2 separate regions of the Mus musculus genome follow, and region 2 is linked to region 1. The links are chromatin contacts, called in public promoter capture Hi-C maps. All regions are on one chromosome and are shown on one strand. The core of a region is the stretch at or near the end of the contact, and the rest is flanking DNA. Distances in the headings are between cores, read along the strand shown. Region 1 holds the start of Lncpint (long non-protein coding RNA, Trp53 induced transcript). Region 2 holds the start of Agbl3 (ATP/GTP binding protein-like 3).

Evidence for each region. Promoter capture Hi-C pulls out the DNA fragments that hold promoters and counts their contacts.
Region 2: a promoter capture Hi-C map of pre-B cells shows a contact between it and region 1. The contact joins the promoter of Agbl3 here to the promoter of Lncpint in region 1.

The regions. Positions count from the first base shown.
Region 1 is chr6:31,214,613-31,220,867 of GRCm38.p6, reverse strand. Lncpint (long non-protein coding RNA, Trp53 induced transcript) reads left to right here and starts at 2,394. Exons shown (of 4, transcript NR_110471.1): 1 at 2,394-2,794. It overlaps 2210408F21Rik (RIKEN cDNA 2210408F21 gene), which reads right to left and starts at 517. Exons shown (of 6, transcript NR_040262.1): 1 at 349-517.
Region 2 is chr6:34,777,550-34,783,804 of GRCm38.p6, reverse strand. It overlaps Agbl3 (ATP/GTP binding protein-like 3), which reads right to left and starts at 3,373. Exons shown (of 20, transcript NM_001289656.1): 1 at 2,746-3,373; 2 at 1,587-1,705; 3 at 175-235. The coding sequence starts at 1,649.

The DNA.
Region 1 (6,255 bases), core at 1,145-3,644:
AAAGTCCAGAAAGGCTAGAGGAACCTGGGGTGTGTTGGCCTTTTCATTTCAAGGGTGTCCTACAGCGCCAGGGCTGCTGGGATTAAGTTCCTGCAACCGTGAATCATTGCCTTTAGATGGGTCCTGAGTTCGGGATCTACAACTCCACCCACCGTGTGGCTAAGGACAACTGTCATTAGGCAAATAGTTCTTGCTGCTACTGGCAGACCAACTCTTCTATAGCCTGGGCTCCTATTAGTCGGACACTTGACTCCTTGGGGCTCGGGTAGCTCCTAGCGGTCCCGCCGTCCCACCTAACCCCCCTGCGCGCTCCCTTCCCAAGGCGACCACCTGCGCCTCCCCACTTACCCTCTGCCCCGCGGGGAGGGCCCCTCAGGGTAGCAGAACCCTCCCTGCTCCCAGGCGGCTCAGGGGGAGCTCGGTGTTTGCCTCCAGCCCTTCGCTACCGAGGATCAGGTTCCTCCCCTCCTCCCCCTCCAGCTCCGGCCGCCGCCGCCGCCTCCTTCTTGCATGACACAGCAGAACCGCAGCTGCAGCAGCAAGTCCAAACCATCCGCCCAGGAAGCGCCGCAACCAGGGCTTGGGAGGAGCGGATGGGGCAAGGCAGGGGTCTAACCCAGGGGTAGTCTTGGACCCACTTTCCACCATAAACTCCCTCTTTGCCCAGGGCAAGCCGACAAAATGTGGTTCAAGCTGACCAGGCCGAGCCGTGGAGGAATGCTGGGGTTCGCCCGCAGAAGGGATGGGACCAGAGAGGAGGGGTAAAGGAGACCCCAGTAAAGGGCAGGCCATTTCAGGTGAAGAAAGGTAAGAGGAATCTGTGAAGTCAAGGGCCAGGCTGTGGAGGAGATTAAAGGAGGTCAAAGAGAGGTAAGGGGGTAAGGTTGCTGAGAAGAGAACCAGCTGCTTCTTCCTGCTGCTGCTGCTGCTGGTGGTGGTGGGGTTAAGTATTTGGGAAGGCCTGAGCTGGGTACATAAGCAAAGAGCCTGAGCTGGGCGGTCCAGGCAAAAGAGGGTTAAAAGGATGAAAGAATTAGACTTGAGGTTAGAAGGCCATAAGGATGGGTGTTAGAATTAGAGGGAGACCTAATGCATTCATAAGTGATGGAGAGAGACGGATAATCAAGGCCAGGCCGGAATGTTGGTCCTCTCCCATCCCACTCCTCAGTTACTGAGTTAGTGTTTTCTTATCCTTTTTCCACAATTCTGCCAACCCCGTTTTCCTTATAAAGACGGAAAAGTGTGAACCAACAGAAAAATAGCAATTTAATCATAGATTTTACTTATAGGATGTTTTTCCATGGTACATAAAAATGTAGAGACAGAGAATTGCGATTCGAAGTAGACCCCCCCCCCCACACACCTTGCACACACATACATTGCAAGTCATTAAGACTAAGGACTTCAAACTTAGTTTCCATACATCACTAGACACGAATAAGCCTTTAAACGCTAATACTTAAGTTAAATGCTAGCAGTGGGGACAGAATTGGTGGTTTGGAATATCAGGAAAATGCACGTTTGCGCTCTGTCCACACACACGCATATATATGTATATATAATTTCTAGTGTGTAGCATGCACAGTATGATTAAGGGATAAGCATGTTTCCCTGATCATCTTATTTCCAACCAAGCACGCATTTTATGGCAGTCATCTTGTCACCATTTGGAAGAATGTGGTCAGAAAAGTAGTGCCCAAACTGCCACTTTGGTTTTGTCTGTACCTTACAGGTCATGGCTTCATACCTCACTTCCTGACACAAACAAGTTTTTACTGTTGTCAGCAACAAAGCCCTAATATAGCCGCGGAAGAGAAAAACTGCCTTGCATTTTGCCTCTTGAGAGCATCATCAACAGTTACCGGAGGAATGTAATTCCAGAAAGCTCCGAAACTGGTAGTGATGGTAATTATGGACCAAATGCCCGGTTCTGGTTGTTATTTTCTGGGCATTTCTGTTCTACCAACGATCTGCGAGTGAGCTCACTGAGAGGGCAAATCTGGCTTTTCTTTTTGACTTTGTAAAATTTAATCAGGCCTGATAGGGAACTCACAGCTCTTGGGGGAAAATAAAGTAGGAACCACGAAATGTCATTTTAACAGAGCGTGGGCTTGGTGACTGCAGGAAAGGATTTAAGGACGCTCCTGTTCCGCTTGCTGTGTAATGAGCACTGGCTCCACGCACGCACCGACGCCATAGCTCCCGGATGCAGTGGCTCCCTTATCTGGGCTTTCGCAGCGCCACAAGCCCCTTCGGGATGCTTCGAGGGGCTCCTGGTGGGTGGTGGTACAAATGCTGCCGCCGCCGCCGCCGGCGGTCCTGCTGCTGTTGTTGCTGCTGCAGTCACGTGGGAGCCCCTTTAAGTTTCCATAGAGAGGCCTCTCCGGTGTCACATGATGGACATGATATAATGAAACAACATTGTGGAGAGGAAAGCATTAGGGGAGCCCACGGCTACAAAACAAGTGAGAAGAGGTGGGAGAAAGAGAAACTACGCCACCTCCTCTGCAGCCGAGCGCACGCAGCAGCCTGGCGTGACAAGTGGGCGACGCCAGGGACAGAGAGTGGGGGTCCTCCGCCCGCTCCGGGGACCCTGTCGCCCACCGTGGTGCGCTGAGCAACTTTTAGCCGGCAGCCCCGCACCTGTCTCAGAGTCCCCATCGCTCCCCACCAACCATCATGGGAAAATTCTAGAAGAATACGCTCTCGGAATCTACGTGCGCATCATTTTCCTCCTCACTCCAGAGGAAGGAACCAGAAAAGAGAGCAAAGCGGTGTAGTGTTCAGCCTCAAGGTAAGTTCTTTAGGGTGGGGAAAACGGGTCCAGCAGGACTTGGGGACAGGATTTGGTGCTCAACTCCCACCTTGGGGGTGGAAAAAGCGTCCCCGCACTCTCGGTGAGGCAGATGGGTTGGCGCGTCATCTGTGCTATTTTCCCGGTGGACTCTCTTGACGTCCACCCTCGCAGTCCCCGGGGCCCCCTTACGGTCCCCCACAAGGGGCCTGAGGCAGCGGGCCAGGATGCTCGGCGGGTGAGCGAAGGAAGGTAGGGTTGCTGCGTGAAACGGGCATGTCGGAGCTATTTCGCCATGTTTGTGTTGCTAAGAGCACTTTTTTTTCCCCTTTGCGGTGGCTTGATGCCACATGGCTCCTCCGGAGCTGCTGCCGGGTTGAGAGCGAGTGGTTTTTTTTTTTTTTTTCAATGTCCGCATTCCAGCTAATGTTGCGCAGATAAAATTCAAACTTGAGGTAAACAGACGAAGAGGAGGAGGAGGAGGGGAGGGACCGGCGGGGGGGGGTTGGGGGGGGGGAGGGAGGACTGTTTCCATTTCGAGATCCCACCTCTTCACTCAGAGGAGACCAACATCCCGAACCTAGAGGCAACTCATGCATGGCTCCCACGCCCCCCCACCTCGGCCGTCAACAAGAAGTAAGGGCTGGGGGCGAGCGGTTGGGAGGGACGCGACGTTTTGGTTCTAGGGGGAAGGTGGGGGGAGAGGCAGCCCCTGGGAAGCCGGAGCTTTGACTTCGGCTATTATTTTGGCGGAGGGAAGCAGGATGCGTCCTCTTGCTCTGGAGATGGGGGGTTGTATGTCCCCCCTCTCTATCACTACCTAATCGTGTTGCCTCACTCCCCCCCACCACAGGTTGCCCCCACAGGCGGGATGGGTGGGGCTTTGAGGTTCCAGAAGGCAGGTTACCTAGCAGGTGTGTAGGGTGGGCATTTGGATTTGGTAAGTCGCTTGGATTTGGTAGGAGACCATGGGGGAGGCAAAGCGAGTGCGTAGGTAGAGCTAAGTCTAACGCTTATGTATGGGGGGGGTTGCTTTTAAAACCAAGAGAAAAATCAAGACAGGTCCCCCCCCCCCAATATGTCTGTTTCAGCTCGCAGCGAAGCTGCTGCGTGAGTGTCGAGGACGAGGGCGAGCTTCGTCATGTGGCACACACTGTAGGCTTCTGACAGCTTGGAGCTATCTACCCCCTCCCGCGCGCGCCCGGGGCGGAAGGTGTGGGTTGGGTGGTCCGAGGCGGGTGACGTCCGAGGCGGGGTGGGGACAAGACTCCGGAGCGCCTGGGTCCGCAGCCACGGCTTGCTCGGCACGGCGTGTCAGGGAGGAGGCGGCCACGTGAGGGGTCCGCGGCAGCTCGCGAGCTGAAGGCTGGGGGCGAAGTGCGTAGCAAGAGTCGTGACGGGGGTGACACGCAGCCGCCGTGGCCCTTTGCTCACTGCCCACGCAGAGCCGCGCCGCGGGTGGGTGCGCACTCACGCGCCCGCTCCCGGGAGACCGTTTCCGGCTCAGGGCTCGAGCCCGGGCGGTAAACAGGGTGGTGCCCTCTGCCCTCCCGCCCCCGGCCGGGCGGAGGCGCGCGATCGTGGCGGACGAGCTGCGGTGGCGAGAGCGCGCGCGAGCGGGCGAGCGCGCGTCCCCGCCCGTCCCGCCTCCTCTGTTTTTGTTTTGATGGAGCCCGCGTGCAGCTGGCGCGTGTCGAGTCACGTGCCGCGGCCGCGAGGTGGCTGGGCGCCGGCGACCGGGACACGGGGGAGGGTCGCAGACCCTGAACAGTTCGAAAACTACCGCGAGGTACAGTCTTGTGGGGCTGGTCGCAGTTGTTCCCCTGGAGCAGTATTTGGGTTCGTCGTCACAGCATCCCTGCCAGTCGGCTGTCCCCCCCACCCCATCCCCTCCGGGCCGGAGACTCAACAGAGGGATCGAGCAGACCGTCCTCCCAGGTGTGTTATGTTATATCAGTGGACACAGAAGTACCTACATCTAGCTCTTCATCCAGGCTGCACGGTGTAATCAACCCCAGAGCTTTAGAATTAATCCCGATACCCACTCTCATAGCTAGGGAACTGAAATCCAAATAGAGTCTGGACTGAGGGCCATTTTCTTCACCTCCTTCTTCTCCAGTAATTGTGACGCAGTAAGAATAAAAACTGATAGGTAGCCAGCTTGGTAGGCTAGATGTTGAGTCATCTGTATTTACGCATCGAAGAATGAAAAATAGCCCCAATAGTTAACATGTCGGTCTCTCACTAAATGGGGCCTCTATGTGCCAGACAGGATGACTGCGCAAACATGGCGACAACCTGGAGGAGTAACAGTTTTTACTTTTGGGGGAATGGAAGTACAGGAGGTTCTGGCAGAGGTGGAGCTTGAGGACTCCCTGACGGGAGCTCATGGGAGCAGGCCCCAGAGTTCATATTTGAAACCATTACTCCGGGTTGCTTGAGAGACCTTTCACCTTTGCGAACAGTTTAGGAATAGTGCATACTAGCCCGAGGGCCCGAATTTCTGTACATGGATTTCTGTTGTTACAGCTTTATCTGGAAAGGTTCCCTTGTTTGAAAGGAGAACCACCTTTTGGTAAATTCACTAGTGCCTTCAGGCTACTGATTCTAGTATTTACTGTGGGGGGGGGGGATTTTAGCAATTTGAAGTTAACAGGTGGATCCCCTCATACATAGTATCTTCATGCTCGTTGTCATTTAACATACGTGTAAACTGAAGAAGAGTCCAGAGGGTGCGTCTGTGTTCCATCTATGCTCAATAAGTAAGGACGACATGATGGGCCATAGTTTGGATGTGGACAAAGTGCCCCCATTGGGTACAGTGTCTGAGAAGTTCTGTCGTGAAAATTTTGGAGGAAGCACACACACTGGATTATAGAAGCTTTGCCTTTTTTTTTTTTTTTAAACAAACGTCCCTTATTCCTCCTTGGTTTTGTTTCTCATGTGATCTTGATGGGAACCTTAAGATGTGGGGGTTCCGGTACTTGTTTGGAAAATGTGGTTGTTGATACCTTCGGGTGATACCAAATAACACATTAAACTCAAGTTTCTCTCCAGAGTTCTAATTCTAACAATCTTGTGACTATTTGCATTATCATTGTTGTCTTCTGTGGCCTAAAGAGCTCTGAATATGCATACTAATGACTGCCACCAAATAGCATTCGCTGCACAGTGGGCACAGGTAAGTATATTTGAGACCAGGGTTTAAAGGTTAGTGTTCACATTCCTTGCAGTTTGGTGAGCCGACGATCTTGAAGACCCACCCAGGCCAGCACATCATAAATGTGAACGTTGCTGGTCTGGAATAATTAATTGTCCAGCCACATGCTGTGCTCTTCCCGTCGATCCTGGTGCCCTCACCACAAGTGACACCTTTTTCTTAAGCATTGTCAGGCTGTTTAGGTACTGGTGGGCTCAACTTTCCTAATGCTGCGACACCTTAATATAGTTCCTCATGCTGT
Region 2 (6,255 bases), core at 2,124-4,623, 3.6 Mb before region 1:
ACTTAAAACTGTCCTGAAAAGTTGAAATTCCAAAGCAGTTATATTTCTTTCTCCCTACCACCAGAATAATCCCTATTTTACTAAATCTGCACTTCTTCACTCTTCTTATCCTACTTTATCCACAAAAAGTTTCATGATAAACAGGGAGGAGGACACACATAGATGAGTGCAAACCTGCCAGTAGTGTGCACGGATGAATATCATCACTTACAAATTTCATGAAGGAATCCTCATCCTGAAACAAATGAATTTTAAAATTTAAGAACCAATAATAACAAAATCCAGAGTTTTATTTAATATCTACCTTACTACTTGTGATTGTCTTTAATCTTTAGTAAATGGAAGATTCCATGATTATTTGGGCTACTGGCCCCAAGGGAACCCTAACATTTGCATTTTTATTCCTCCTTTTCCACAGGTGTGGTGGTTTGAATATGCTTGGGAGTGGCACTTTTAGGTGTGGCCTTGTTGGAGGAAGTGTGTCACTTGGGTTTTAAGACCCTTTTCCTAGCTGCCTGGAAGTCAATCTTCTTTGGTTTGCCTACGGAACAAGATGTAGAACTCTCAGCATCTCCTGCATTGTGCCATGCCAGCCTAGATGCTGTCATGTTCCTGCCTTGATGATAATGGACTGAACCTCTGAACCTGTAAGCCAGCCCCAATTAAATGTTGTCCTTATAAGAGTTGCCTTGGTCATGGTGTGTCTTCCCAGCAGTAAAACCCTAAGACAATAGGGTATGGCCATGATAATAACTACAGAGAAGGGAGAAAGTTTAAAGGTTCTTGGAATACTTGGGGAAACAACTGGTGAATAAGATCACAGAAAGTTGTGGACTTAGAGAACTATATATCATTTTTGGAGAGATTTTAGAACTTTAAACATATGGTAATTTATACTTAAAAAAAATCTCCTTTAAAACAGAACAGGATGTAAGTACAGACACAATATCAAACACTATCTCCCTCCTCCTCCTCCTCCTCCTCCTCTTCCTCCTCCTCTTCCTCTTCCCCCTCCTCCTCCTCCTTTTTCTACTACCCACATCCTTTCCTTCTGGTATTGGAGTCACATTACTGTACTGTGGTGAAACCCAAGAACCTTGGCTGGAACACCAGGGATTTGAGTATGGTGCATAATATGTTGCAATAGATTTCGCACATAAGGAAGGAAGTAGATATGACTGTAAAAATAAAATCCTAATCATTATATACACACATTTAAATAGAATCCAGAATAATCTCACCCAAGATTTTCTCAAGAAAAATCCTTTCTTTCCCATTTTAAAAAATGTTTTTAATTAAAATAGAATTAGATCATTTTGCCCTTCCCATTCCTCCTGTCAATTCCTATTCCCCCTCCCCACTCTCAAGTTGATAGCCTCGTCAAGAAAAATCAACTCTTTTTCTTTCTTTCTAGACAGGGCACATTACACAATACATTTTTCAGTTATTTTCTAACTTCTATGACAAAAACAGACATCATCTGTTTTGTTTTTACATCAAATTAATTCTATAATGTTTTAATTGGAAATATGTGCTTGATACTACATTTTACCTCAAATTACGCAAAGTAAAAAAGAAAGACATACCAAGTCATCGTCATCACTGATGCTTCTATCTGAGTAGTCTTCCTCCTCTGAATCTTCTGACATCTCTTCTAGTGTCTTCCTCGGAATGTCTTTAATTATGTGAGTAGGCTGTAAAATGTCTAAGGAGATTTTTAACAGCTTTTCTTTTAAGCAAAGGTGTGCAGGTTCTGTATTAAATGAATACTACAAAACCTGTCCAATTGTATTTAATTAAGAGTGACAGATCTCTGAAAACTAAACTAGTAAGGATACAGGAAATTAATTTCAAATTCAAAGATTTTACAAAACTATCCGTTACTACAAAGCAAGCTTCCTAAACAGATATCCAATACCAGATGTTCAGTCCTACAAAGAATATACACATAAGCAATATTCAATAGGCTTCTGCAAGTTGCATTTATATATTTATTTAAACACACAATGATAATAAATAGCAAAAGAGGATATGTATCTGAGAGGGTTGGAAGGGGGATAAATGATGTAATTATATTTTAATTAAATAAAAAATTTAAGATGATGAGTGGATATGGAATGGGGGTGTGAATTTTAGAAGAGATGAAGGGGGATATATTTATAACCTGTCAGTATGTTTTATGAACAAAAATAAAACTTAAAAAATCTGTTGAAACAAGAGAGACAAATCACGTAAATAATTTAGTTGAAAAACTTCCACAGTATATAGCCAGGCCATTTACATTTTATATTCATAACTAAACACTACACTGCAATAGTAAATGGGGATTGTCTTCACGCATTAAAAAGTACACAAGAAAAGTTATAATTATTCAGACAATAAAATGTAGCAATAGTGTAAAAACTTTCCCCTTTCTCTTGAACTTTCAGTTGACCCGAGCTTCAGTGTGTATAACTTAAGTTTCTCTTTAACCGTGATCATTACTGTATATTTAACTTTTAAAGCCAATGACACCATTTGTATTGGAATAGCTACCAGAAGGTCCGGCTGGAGATGACCACTGTTGCTTCTAGGCAAGCCTGAAATTGGCATTTTACTAAAATGACATTTTCCTCCTGCTACACATGCCAGTGATTGTGCCTTTGGGGATAATACAGTTTTAGGTATACGTTTCCTCTTTTCTTATTTGCAATGAAATCATCCTTGCCAAGCTTTTACACTTTGGAGGACACCAAAAGAATTTACCAATTTCACAACTACTGGTGTTTGGTTCTCTCTAAAAGCGAGCCTTTTGACCACCGCCGACAAACACCTTCTCAGCCCCCGGTTGACGTCTACAGACGAGCGCGTTCGGGGGCGCGGACGGCGCGGAAGGCCTCGCGAAGCTTCATCATAAACGCCAACTGCAGTCGAGAGAGCGGTTTCTAGGTGACATCTCGGGGCGGAGACCGAAGCTTCAGCCCCGGATGACGGCTCGAAATTACGACAACCCGCCGGGACGCCCGGCGGCAGCTCCTTACGTGCGCGGACGAGGCGTGCAGGCGCTAGGCGCCGGAAGCCCGCGGACGCCGGTCCGCGCCCGAAGCGGCGAGCGGGGGGCGTGCGGCCGCGCCAGGCCTTCTCTCGGGGCGGGACCCGCGCGGAGCCTCCTCACTCACGCGGGCCCCGCGCCGTCCCGCGCCGAGGGCCGCATTTCCCCCGCTCCCCGCTGCCTAAGCGGCGCGTCCGCCGCCCGCCTCGTTCCCTGGGCCTCTTCAAGTCCGCCGGTCGTCCCACCCCTGCCGGGAGAATACTTTAGGATGTCCCCCAGGCACCGGGCGACGACAGGGTCAGAGCAAATGCCATCGAAATTCAGCGGTCGCTGAGAGAGCAGGCCGCTTGTTGCCAGGGCAACGGCTGTACTCTCGCGAGACTTTGGGGAGCTTTAGTGATTTCTTCCTAGGGACAGCTGTGAAGGTGGTGAGGTTTTTGGCGGGAGACATTGATGCTAGGGGATGATGGGAACTCCTGGCTTGGCTTATGGTATGGACCGGTTTGAGCATTGCAGGAGGGAGAGTTTAGCACTGGGGAAGATGCGACTGCAGTTTGTTCTGAGTGACTATAACTTGTTTGCTAGGTGCCTGCGCTGAGAAGGCAGTAGAACATACAGTTTAAGGCTTGTGTCTAGAGCCCCCCTTGACTTTTAACAACCTGATGACCACGGGCAAGTTAATTTTCTGAACTGAACCTTATTAATAAAAATGAACTAATTTATTTGAAGTTAAAAGGTTGAGTTCTATTTTGCACAATTATAATTCATTCTTATTCTGGAAGTGAGACTTAAAATACTTGATTTGGAGGAGTCATGGTTATATGTATAAGGGTAAATTCTCAAAAATTTCATCAGCTTAGAAATTCTTTGTTAGCCAACACTTTCACAAAGCAAATCTCCCACCTTGCCTTATTTAAGTCAATAAGACCCCCACAGCAGTCTTAGGATCTGTGTTTGTGTGTGTATATTTAACCCTGATTTGTTGGTCACTTTTCACTTTGGTGGATAATACAGTTGGAACAGTTTTCCAAGTAAAGTTAATAAAAGAAAAACCCATATAGACAAAAAGAATGAGGAGGTGTTCAGTGCCCTCATGGTTCGCATTAAGCGCTTCAGTTTCAGCATGGAAATGGGTTAGCATCTCTAGATTTGTTAACTTTCTGGGAATGTGTTTGTGTCAGACCTTGAGACTTTCTGTTTCTTTGGGCATTGGCCTGAGGAAATGAAGTGTGCCATTGATCACACTTGTTTGAAAACTAGTCTTCATAGTTAGTTGTGCTTGGTTTTATGCCATGTGTATATCACTAACGGAGACAATGCTCAGAGACTCTCTGGTTTGAGGGTATCCTCAAAGCTCCAGTACCGAAATTTACTTGCTCCTGTGGATATGTAAGAACAGAAACATAACCCTACTTCTGTTTATATGTGGGGCCGTTCAGGGGTAAGTAAGATGAATGAGACCATCGGCGTGGAGTTCTCATAATTAAAACTTAGTGGCTCTATAGGACAACAGAGGGCACCCACTCCCAGTTTCTGCTAAGGGGTACCATTTGGTCACTTGGGACTCTCTGCCTGCAAGTCCGTCACCAAATGTGTTCCCTTGGCTTGTACCACTAGAATCACAGTCAAGCTAGACTTTTCTTAAAACATCCCCCGCTGGTGGTATTGTGCTGTTGGACAGTAAATAGGGTAAGCCAGTTTGTTTTATATGGAATCTATTGTTTTTTGTTGTTGTTGTTGTTGTTGTTGTTTTGTTTCTCTTTACTCATGGATAAAGGCTATAGGCTGTCAGGTTCACAAGATGGAGCTCCAAGAAACATCCCAGCCAGATAGGGAAGAGGCAAAGATAGGACTTAAATCATGTATGTATGTATGTATGTATGTATGTATGTATATTCAGCCCAACTATGCACATTAACATATGTCAACAAATATTTATAGAGAATGCTATTAGTGCATAAGAGAATTACTTAGAAATTCTCAAAGCTTTGAAAAGTCACATTCATTCATTACTCACCTGACCTTTACGGGTTAGTTTTACATCAGAGACTATTGACCGTGAAAGGCCATTGCAGAGTTTTTTAATGGGGATTACATCCTAATGGGAGAAGACAATAATAGAACCAGGCAGATGAAAGTTGCTATGGAGGGAAAGAAAGCTTAGCAGTGCTGGGGTCGAGTAGCTTGGCAGCGTAGTTCTTTAATGTGAGGTGGCTAGGGAAGCCCTCTGCCCAGGTAGCATTTGAACAAGAGACTAAACCTCGTGGTTGACTAGAGAAGACCTCGCTGGTGCAAGTGCTGAGGCCAGGAGAGACATGCTGGCTGTGGTTAGTGTCACTTTAAAGACACATCATATGGAATCCCCTCTCCTCCAGCTAAAGTTAAAATCGCCTTAGAAGCATTTGCTTTAAAACATTTTAAAGTTTTAGAACATTGTTTGTATTGCATTTATAGGGGCATGCATGCTACAGTTCATGTGGAGCTCAGAAGACAACCAGTAGTACTAAGCCCACTCTTCCTTTACCTGGACTCTGGGAATTGAACTCGGGTTGTTCTGCCTGCATATATGTCTTCAGACCAGAAGAGGGCACTAGATCTCATTACAGATGATTATGAGCCACCACGTGATGGTTGGGAATTGAACTCAGGACCTCTGGAAGAGTAGACAATACGCTTAACCTCTAAGCCATCTCTCCAACGTCCATGGGCTTTCCACTTTTAATTAAGTTTTTTTTTTAATTTTGATTTTAGACGGGAGCACACACTGGAAATTGAATTCTTTGTTCTTAAGTTAAAATGATAATAAAGCCTGGAGTAAAGTTCTCAAAGATGGGCCCATTGGACACGCAAACTTTATATGCCCCAGTACAGGGGAACACCAGGGCCAAAAAGGGGGAGTGGGTGGGTAGGGGAATGGGGGTGGGTGGGTATGGGGGACTTTTGGTATAGCATTAGAAATGTAAATGAGCTAAATACCTAATAAAAAATGGAAAAAAAAAGTTCTCAAAGATGTACTGAGTTGTGCTCCGGTCTCTGTGATCCCACCACTGAAAGCTACTGGACAGACTCCTCCTTCAGGAGGCAGATGGAGCCTGCAGTAATTCCCTCTTCTTTCACGTGACAGTAGGAATCCCAATGCTTAAAAAAAAAAAATAAGAGAGAAAAAGAATATGTAAATACATACCTGTATTATCCCGAAAGGCACAGTCACTAGGGCAGACAAT